3 separate regions of the Zea mays genome follow, and all the other regions are linked to region 2. Evidence: chromatin contacts called from public Hi-C data. All regions are on one chromosome and are shown on one strand. The core of a region is the stretch at or near the end of the contact, and the rest is flanking DNA. Distances in the headings are between cores, read along the strand shown. Region 1 holds the start of LOC100284733 (VQ motif family protein). Region 2 holds the start of LOC100191753. Region 3 holds the start of LOC100283707.

Region 1 (3,137 bases), core at 493-2,992, 360 kb after region 2:
AGTGTTGTGCTTGGCAAAATATCTCTTTGTCGAGTGCCCGTAGTTTTGCGCTCGGTAAAATTATATGCACTCAGCAAATAATGCATCTCTGGTAGTGTTGTTAATACATATGCATTTAGAACTAAGATTGGAATTAAAATTCAATAATTTTGTCAACCTCTAGATATGTATGAGAAAAAAACTATTTATATCCCACCATATGCTCTGTTCTAAGCACATTACAAAACTCACATCGCATTTGACTATGCTTTGAAACAGCTCGTGAATTAAAAATACCGCAAGTATGAAGACAAGTCGAGTTTTAAAGGAACTCATAGCATGCAGAAAACAACAAATTCAATGAGGAATTAATTGCTAAGACAATTTATTTTATTATCATATTAAAAGCCTTTTGTTTTGAGCTGTAGTTATTTAGCCTTTAAGCTGAAAATTTTGCTTTATAGGTTTTGGTCATTGAGGCTATGTCCGGCGACTCTCGTATCTCATTCCTAGTGGTCTCACCTTATATTTTAAACTCTATCTACAAATAGCGATGTTTAGAATATAAAACAAAGTTTTATACCACTACCTACCGGGGATAACCTGACTTTTGAAAATAATAGCTTCTTGTAGCATCATCCTAAAAATAAAAAATCGCAACGAGCTTTTTAACTTTAATTTTATTTTTTCAAACAATTTTCCTAGTTTTTTAAAATAAGTTTAATAGCTAGGCTGCTAGTTTCAGATTTTGTGTTCTAACTAACAATAATAAGATCTTGTAAGTATATATACGTTCAGTCATTCACAAGTCACAACCACGGTCAAAAAATCAAAATTTAATAAATTTGACAACCTGTATGAGAAAAATATCTATGCATATTGCACACATGATCTGTGTTTAGCCCATTACAAATTTGACACGGCAGCATTTAACTGTCGTTGAGAGAACTCGTGGCGTGAGTATGCAGCTACATGAATCAACAGTACAGCGGTTGACAGACAATCCATCTCGATCTGTCTCCTTGCACACCTAGCTCTTGGTCATCAATGTGCCCAGCCCAACTCGCTGCGACTGCGACGTGGCTGGCAAATTGGCAATGGCAAACTTCAAGTATCCGCGCTTCATCATTCATTCATGCATTCCGAAAACACCACCAAGGCGCAAGGACACACCACGCACCGTGGTTTCAGTAAGGAAAGACGCTGGCGCCGCCGTCGGGCCGATTGCTCGCGGCGGTGGTGTAGAACAGGTCTGCAAAGTCGCAGAGCTCGTTCATGTCCTCCAGCCGAGGCGCCGCCGCGAGGTGCTCTTGCTTCGGCGCCGGCATCGTCGCCAGGTAGCCGCCGGCAGCCTGTAGATCTGTCCATCCAGTGGTCTGCTGCTGCCCAGCGCCAATGAAGGTCGGCCGGCACGGGCGCAGGCTTTGTGGCTGAGGATGCGCCGGCGGCTGAGTCGTCTGCGACGAGGCGGCTGGGGACTTGCCGGTGAGGCGCTGCACGACGGCCTTGAAGCTGGCGGCGTCGGAGCTAATGAACTGCGTCTCGATGAACTTGACCTTCACGCCGGCATCCTGCGGCCGCCTGGTGCCCTGAACTTCCATGGCCATATGCGCTCTGAAGTCTGAACTCGAAGAAAGCTAAGCTAGATTGATCAGAGGTCCAGAGCCGCTGCTTCCCCTCTTGGACTCGGAGACCAGGCGGTGTCAACCAAGACCTATATATAGGCTAGCGCAGGTTCGATCGACTTTCTTGCGTTGTGATGTGCTGTAGAATTGGCTGCGGAAGCTGCCCGGGTTTTTATAGGTTCAGGCGTTCAGCTCCCGTCCACGCAAAGATGGCAACCAGGAAGAAGCAGGTGTACACTTTACACACACTTCCAACTAATTCGCGGGACCCTGCATACTTGGGGCCCAACTGTCAGTAATACAAACTCAGTGCGAGTGCAAGGCGGTTGGTGAGCTCCGTGCGGGGGCGTTGGGAGGCTGGTCAAAGGTGCGGGTCGCCACGGAACGGCGAGCGGTCAGCCGGAGGGGGCGGACCGGCCGGGCGGTCAAGCGCTCGTGCGGAATAGCAGCTTCTACAAGCAGTCTACTACTAGTGTCGCATCAGGGCAGTTCGTTCTTTTCCTGCTGCAGCATCGCTGAACACCTTCTCTTTTCCGCCATTCTGCACGCAAGTGGCCGATACAATAGATTTTACTGGAATCCAACCCTATCAGTGCGTGAGTGGTGCACATCGTTCTGTTGAATTGACCGTGGAAACATACCGGCCCTAATGACGTCATTTCCTACTTCCTCGCATTTTGCGGCACGGTGACAGTAAAATACGAGGAACATTTACATTTCACCTATTAAGATCTTGTTCGTTTACACCAATCCAGCTCTATATTAGCATAGATTCAAATTAAATTAATGTCACAATTCATAACCCAAAATAATCTAAGCTTAATCAAATTTTTTTATTCGATTAAACCCATCAAAGATTATAATCCACCGCTTTGGAAATTTTTTAAACTATAGAAGACATAGATTATATCCATAGCCCATTAGATATGGAACAAATCCATAAAGATATTGCATAATTTTATATTAGAATACATGGATCAAAAGAATAAGTAGCTTTGAGAGAAACATGGATTAAATGATGGATTTAATCTCGCTACGGGATTGAGTGTGAGGTATGAATTCACTCAACCTAGACCCGACTTAAATCCATGGTGGGATTACATCCCTTATAACCGAGCAAGTCCTAATCCGGATGTGTTGCTCAGTTCTATGCCGCCCAAATTCTCTACTCAGTTTTCCCCTCTTACCTTCACATTGAGCTCAGAAATCACCTCACGACGGCATTTTCATCCGTCATGGCTCTTATAGGTGGACCCAAAGCCTTACATGTGGGACCCGTCCACACTTTTCCCCCTTCCCTTCCCAAATTGAATCGACTGCAAGCTCCCAGGTCGGCTGGCGGCTAGCCGCATCCATCTCCCTCCATGACGTCGTCCCTTAAGCGTCTGGCGGCCAAATCCTTCTCCGGAACCAGCAACAGCGGCGCGGGTGGGCCTCGGGCGTGGCACGACTGCTGCATTTGTGGTTGGCGAAGTGAGCGGATCACGGACGCCACAGTCAGCTGCTTCCCTGGTGCTGCTAGCACGGCGTGCT
Region 2 (3,436 bases), core at 237-2,736:
TCTGGCTGAAAGTAAAGCGATCCTGTACACGCATTGTGTCATCCTACCACTGCACATTCATGGTCGATCGACAAGCAGTTAACTGCAATGCAAGAGGAGCATGGAGCTCTCACCGTGGTCCTGGCTGCTGGCGACGTGGCGAGGGAGAGGGAGGCGGCCGACGTGGTGGCGAGCTGGGAGAGTCCGACGTTGTAGACCATGCTCATGTCCGGCTGGTAGAGTCCGTAGTTCCTCTCGGAGGCGGGGCCGGGCTTCATGTCCTCGTTGAAGAGCGCGAAGAGGTAGACCTCGAGGCGGAGCCTGGGCCGCAGCGGCGTGCCCTCGCCGCTCACCTGCCGCATGAGCAGGTTCCGGTTGTATTGCCGCGCGTTCTCTACCGTGGCGCCGGCCTCGTTGGCGTCGCCCTTGGACGGCCACCCCGTCTCCGACACGTGCACGGGCACGCCGCCGTAACCCAGCCGCGCCGCCGCGAACGTCACGGCGTCCACCTGCGCGTACAGCATGCTCGTGTACTGCAGCTTGGTGAAGGGGTCCACGGCGCCCACGTGGGACGGGTTCGACAGCGCGTAGTCCAGTGACACCCTACACACAGCATTTGCATTAGCTAGCTAGTTGAATATATATACAGCGGCGGGCGACGGCGAAATGAACGAGGATTAATGAAGCACGCACTTTGTGGGGTCATCCTTGTAGGCAAAGTAGGGGTAAGCGTTGACCCAGAAGGGCGAGCTGGTCTCGGCGAGGAACCGCAGCAGCTGCGCCATGTAGGGGGCGGCAGCCTGCGTGAAGACGCCTTGCGACGGCGGGTAGGAGGTGGCGAGCACGGCGAGGGAGTTGGCGGTGGACACGCGCACGTACGCGTCCATCCCCAGCTGCGCCAGCGCCGCGTGCAGGTTGCGCATGGCCGGCACCAGGCTGGCCTTGAGCTGCTCGTCGTCGCCCGTGAACACCTCGTTCCCCACCGCGATGCCCGTCACGCGCGTCGCCGGGAAGTAGGGCCGCAGGCTGGCGCTCACCCACTGCAGCGCCTGCGACGCGCTGCTCGCCATGCCCGGGACCAGGTCGTCCGGGACGGTCACGACCAGCTCGATGCCCGTGCCCGCGAACGCCGTCAGCACCTGCGGGTTCACGTCGTAGATGCGCACCTTGCCGATGCGGAGCGAGGAGAGCAGCTGCACCACCTGCGCCGGCGGCGGCAGGTTGTTCGCCACCTGCCCGTAGTTGATGCCCAGCGCCGTGGCCTGCCGCACAAAGCCCACCTCTGCAACAGAAATATTCCAGCCTATACATTATATACTACACAAGGCAAGCCCAGCGCTCTGTTTGGTTTTGGAATCGTACGCCGTGCGAGATTCAGACGGCAGCAGGGATATGCAGTACCTGAAGACAGAAAGGTGCAGAGGAGGGCACAGATCAGAAGCGCTGTTGGTCCCAACGACGACAATGCAGATGCCATTGTTGTGAGATGGATGGAGGTGTGATCGAGTTAGAGGAGGAGGAGGAGGAGGGAAGGGGGAGGGAGGATGGCAGGAGTTTGCTGAGTATTTATAGGAGGAGGCACGGCAGGTTCCAGGGGCAGCGCTTAGAAGAAAGCAGAAGGCGCAAGGAAATTCACCCAGGGTTGGGGACGACGACAACGTAAGCGTGCATTGGGTTGGGTTAAGCTAATTGGCCAATAATTCTTTTCTTTACTTATTGGGTGAAGGCCGGCGTTGCCATGCCGGGAGATGGGAGCAGGCACGCAGAGGCTTCTGTGTTGGGTCTCTCTGTTAGCCTAGCTAGTTAGCTGTTGCTTGCCGCTGCCTTGTCCCGTTCCGTTGCCGTGGCTTGCATTGGCAGGGCTGTGGTAGCCCTGTGCAGCAAGAAAACGTCTCGATGCTCTAGTCTAGCTAGCGGAACAAGCTCACGGACGGGGACGTCAGACGTGTGTGTGAAAGCGGCTCCCTGGGATACCTGGTACAGAGCTATCATTTGCAGGAGGTTCTGTCGTGACTTCTCCTCTCGGGGGAATCTTCAGTAAGTTTTTTTTTTAAGAAACATAATCTTTCATATAACGAAGCGCACCGAAAGAGATCGCCGGTTATATACGAGAATTCTAGTAGCAGGAGTTGTCAGCAATCATACAGGATACATCTAGGTGCACGATAAAAAACTATATACATCTACACAAGTTAAAATAACGTGTACAACTTAATTAAAATGCAGGAAGTGCCTTACGGCTTAAAAATGAGTATCCAAAAACTTAAACCAATTTAAATAATAAAATTGTAAACTATAAAGTTTCACAACCCTATCATACCGAAATTTTTGGTTTTGATTGGCCCGAAACCTTTTTGAAACTTTTCTTTTTAATTTCAAATGTGCGGAATCCAAACATAATTTTGTTTGCATAGCTGATTTCAAATGGGGGGAAATTGTCAATCGTAATTCGTAAGGTTTGTGTAACTTTCTAAAATCTACAACTTTAGTTTTAGCCATTTCTCCATATGAGACTGTTTAAAGCTTTTGAATTTTAAACATAAAATTTCAAACGTAATTTTATTTGCATAGATATCGACTTTTCAAGATCTAAAGATTTTATTTAGGCTGTTTGTTCATCCGAGATTGTTTGGAAAAATACAAAATTTTAAACTTGAGGAATTGAAACATTTCAAAATAGCAGTCATTTAGGTCTAGATTATTATATCTATATTTATATGGATGATGACGAATATAGACATATATAAAGAACGCATACATTAATTATTGTACGAATATATGAAAAGGAAATTTTAATTTGAGACGGAGGAAGTATCAAACTTGGTAAAAGTTAGGCCATTTTTTCTCACATCAAACGTTGCCTATTTGTTCGAGGGTTCCCTATCCTTGGAGACGACCACGCCCAAAACTCCGCAGTTGGATCCTCTTCATTTACCTTCTCTCTGGTCCCAACTTCCTGAAGAAGCGATCCATTTTTTAACCATGCAAGAGAGTTGCGCCCACTTAGGCTGTCTCCAGCAACGTTCTCTAAATTTCATCCCCTAAAGGAATATTCTCTGTCCTTTACAACACACTCTAAAAGATTCCGTCCTCTATATATTCATCATCTCCAGCAACGTCCTCTACATTTTGTTCTCTATATCTCATTCTCTACATTTTCTACCATATATTAACACAAATTTAAAATGGCATTTTTTTTGTAAATATTGAGTCTGTTTATATATATTATAAAATATTTTTTATTCATATGGATACATATAGAAAGGGCACGGTGCGAAAATTGGTTTTTTCTGTTCATGTATTCGACGATGCAATTTTTGTCTTTTGTTTTTCTCTTCTGTGGCCGAGATCCACAGCGCTGCTGCCGGACTTCTTGCCACCACCGTCGTCAAGCGACTCCACGCGCCGCTGCCGGACTTCTCGCCGCCACTGCCGTCAAGCGACTCCACTCACCGCA
Region 3 (3,205 bases), core at 115-2,614, 260 kb before region 2:
GAGCTCATCAATGAATAACAACGATTGGTTGAGCGCATTGACATCGTTGTTCCACCCTACTATAAAAAAGCATGCAAAATTCATAAGTCATACGAGGCATCCGTCTCGAGCATTATGGGCAGGGATCCAGTGTCCCCCAAAGTAAACTTCTCTTTCCATTCAACGAGACAATTTTTCTACTTAATGCATGTAATATGTACTACCTATGTACCCAAAAATCCATCTCTTCCCTTTAGCTAAAAGATACTTAAGATCGCCAACAGTGGGACAACGATTATACATACTTGTCACCAAAACATGAAACAACACCATTATAGAATTGCTCAAGACTCTCTAAGATCATATGTTTCCTTATTTTAATATATTTATTGATGGAGTTAGCAACATTATTGTAGGCGAGCATGTAGAGGGAAGCGATGTATTTTTGGCGAGGGAAGAAACCACTGTGTTTGAGTTCATGACTCTACGAGTGAATTAGGGGGAATGGTCACCTAATCTGTCAAAGATTTATAGAAAGAGTCTGCATGTGGTGCATTCGACGAAAGTAGAGTGAATGATAGATCCACAAGTTATTGAAGTAATCTCACATCAGCTGATTGTGGGTGGCTTTATGATCCTGGTCGATGTAGCTCCACTGCTCTTCACCTCCCTATCGTTGAATACTCGGAGGCAAGCTTCACACCGCTGTATCTATCATAGTTTGATGCAATATATAGAATATCTAGTCTTCATCTATTTGAATGCTAGAGGCCGCGGATGACATGGAAGAATTTTTTTTGGAGTGAAAGGGTAGTGAGAGGAATGAAACAAAGGAGCAAAATAGAGAGTGAAAAGCGTGATTGAATCCAAACATCCCTCTATTTGTAGACCTAATTTTAATATTTTTTGAATTGTTTTTGTAATCCCACTAGCTAATAGATGGATGAACTGTACTCCTATGGAGAATACTCCCGCTTCTCTGTGACAACTGCCCACCTCTGGGAGTAAACAACTGTAAATGAAGCGATATCCGATCTCACGCTATCTCGTAACGGGCTGAACTGAAAATCACAATCCAATACATTTCCATGAACCTAAACGCGTCGTTAGATCTACTCTATTAATTTTACCAGCTAATAACTACGGTAGTCTTTAATTTTAGTCGGCTACTATAGCTGCATCCAATGCTAACCGTAGGGGCAATCGTCGGCCCAAACCAAAACATTTGCCCAGTGGCTGCCACACCCACACCTCATCCTGAGCTGCTGCAGCACCTGCAAAGCTCTGCAAGCATCCAGCACAGGCCACACTGGCCACCTCTCTCTCACTCTCTTCACTCCCACAGCCGCAGTTTATATAAAGCAAAAGCGGAGGAGAGCAACGCGCCACACAAGCAAAGAACTTGGCCCCGCCTCCCGTCTCTTACCGCACATGCGCGTCGGGCCGCGTCGACATAGCTGCTTGCCGCCGACACCCGCAGCCGCAATGGCCGTCGCCCACGCGCCGCCGCGCCGGGGCGTGCTCCCCCTCCTGCTCGTCGCCGCGCTCGTGGCGGCGTTGCCGGCCACCTGCGCCGCGGCCAGGAGCAAGAAGTCGTACACGGCCATCTTCAGCTTCGGGGACTCGCTCTCCGACGCCGGCAACCTCATCGTCAACGGCACGCCCAAGGCGCTCACCACCGCGCGCCCTCCCTACGGGATGACCTTCTTCCGCAAGCCCACCGGCCGCTGCTCCAACGGCCGCCTCGTCGTCGACTTCCTGGGTACTGCACTGTACCCTAGTAGTAGTTCGTTCCAACACCGGCAGCTGTTTTTATTTCGCTTCCGTGACTAATTTTTCCCAACTGCTTGTACTTATTTTTGTGGTCTCTGGGATATCTAATTCAAACGTCTCCGTCGCTAAAACTTTTTGATTTGAGTGTCAAGAGGAGCCTGCTATGACTTGGGTGGTCAAGATGAAATTGACCTGTTCTTTTCTTTTTATTAAACAAAAAGTTTGGTAGAGCAAACCTAAAATTTGTTTGTTAAATTTTAGAAAAAGGGAAAAACAAAGATGAGGTGACTAGTGACTACTAAATTTGTTTGTAAGAGTCCCATTTCTTTGCTCTCAGCTCTTCATTTCTCTGTGGTGCTACCCTTTTAATCAGGCGAGGGCGAGGGCGAGGTCAAAAGGGGTTGATTTTTTCCGACCTTCCTTTATAAAAAGATGGAAACGAGTGGTAGAAAACTGGTGGTAAAAAGGGTTGCTGCTTTGCCGCGCTGTGAATCGTTGCCGTCTCCGCTCTGCTGCTAGAGTTTTAGCAGAGTACTGATGCGAATTAAAGTCTCTTCTTTCCCTTTTGTGATGGGAACCTTTGGCCAATTATGCAGCCGAGCATTTCGGGCTGCCACTGCCGCCACCGTCGCAGGCCAAGGGCAAGGACTTCAAGAAGGGCGCCAACTTCGCCATCACCGGCGCGACGGCCCTGGAGTACTCCTTCTTCAAGGCGCACGGCATCGACCAGCGCATCTGGAACACCGGCTCCATCAACACCCAGATCGGCTGGCTCCAGGACATGAAGCCGTCCCTCTGTAAATCGGAGCAAGGTCCGGCCCCAATCTCACCCGCACTGAATGTTCTCGAAAATTTTGCAGTGGATCACCGAATGTTGGTTGCAGACTGCAAGGATTACTTCAGCAAATCCCTGTTCGTCGTCGGGGAGTTCGGGGGCAACGACTACAACGCGCCGCTCTTCTCCGGCGTCCCATTTTCTGATGTCAAGACTTACGTGCCCCTTGTTGCAAAGGCTATCGCCAATGGCGTTGAGGTAGCATTTCTCAACTATGAGTCTCAAATTCACTAGTAGATGATTGACCCTTACATTTCATCATACACCATTCTGCATATACATTGATGATGCAGCAGTAGAGTTTCAGAAAGTGGTCAACTGTTTTCGAATGGGGGGAAAATGTTTGATGGCGTGGCCCTGAACTTCCGCATGCTAAATTGAGCTTCTGCACAGTCCATCAGATTGTTGTTTAGTGCAGCCCCATGTGATGCAAGCATGAGGGGGCTCCAGGTAGAACATGATTGCACAATGAAAGAGAGAATGGGCATGCAAAAGGTAGGGTGGGTACAGATGAAGAGAGAATCTTTTGCTATGCGCATGCCCATCATGGAATGGTTGTAAACAATGGTTTGCTTCCACAAATTTCAAGACGACATGATAGATTTATCTGACGACATG

What was found. Hi-C and Micro-C count contacts between places; a contact is called where the count stands out from the background.
Region 1: a contact with region 2 is called in a Hi-C map of tassel, with 3 times the contacts expected there. The contact joins the promoter of LOC100284733 here to the promoter of LOC100191753 in region 2. A contact is called at or near these places in 3 of 25 Hi-C or Micro-C datasets (bundle sheath, ear and tassel).
Region 3: a contact with region 2 is called in a Hi-C map of ear, with 3 times the contacts expected there. The contact joins the promoter of LOC100283707 here to the promoter of LOC100191753 in region 2. A contact is called at or near these places in 2 of 25 Hi-C or Micro-C datasets (ear and leaf).

What each region holds. Positions count from the first base shown.
Region 1 is chr9:67,452,108-67,455,244 of Zm-B73-REFERENCE-NAM-5.0, reverse strand. LOC100284733 (VQ motif family protein) reads right to left here and starts at 1,742. Exons shown (of 1, transcript NM_001157628.2): 1 at 775-1,742. The coding sequence starts at 1,586. The coding sequence ends at 1,167.
Region 2 is chr9:67,809,784-67,813,219 of Zm-B73-REFERENCE-NAM-5.0, reverse strand. It overlaps LOC100191753, which reads right to left and starts at 1,486. Exons shown (of 5, transcript NM_001137180.2): 1 at 1,381-1,486; 2 at 673-1,261; 3 at 114-582. The coding sequence starts at 1,456.
Region 3 is chr9:68,068,635-68,071,839 of Zm-B73-REFERENCE-NAM-5.0, reverse strand. LOC100283707 reads left to right here and starts at 1,364. Exons shown (of 5, transcript NM_001156606.2): 1 at 1,364-1,741; 2 at 2,349-2,564; 3 at 2,637-2,785. The coding sequence starts at 1,411.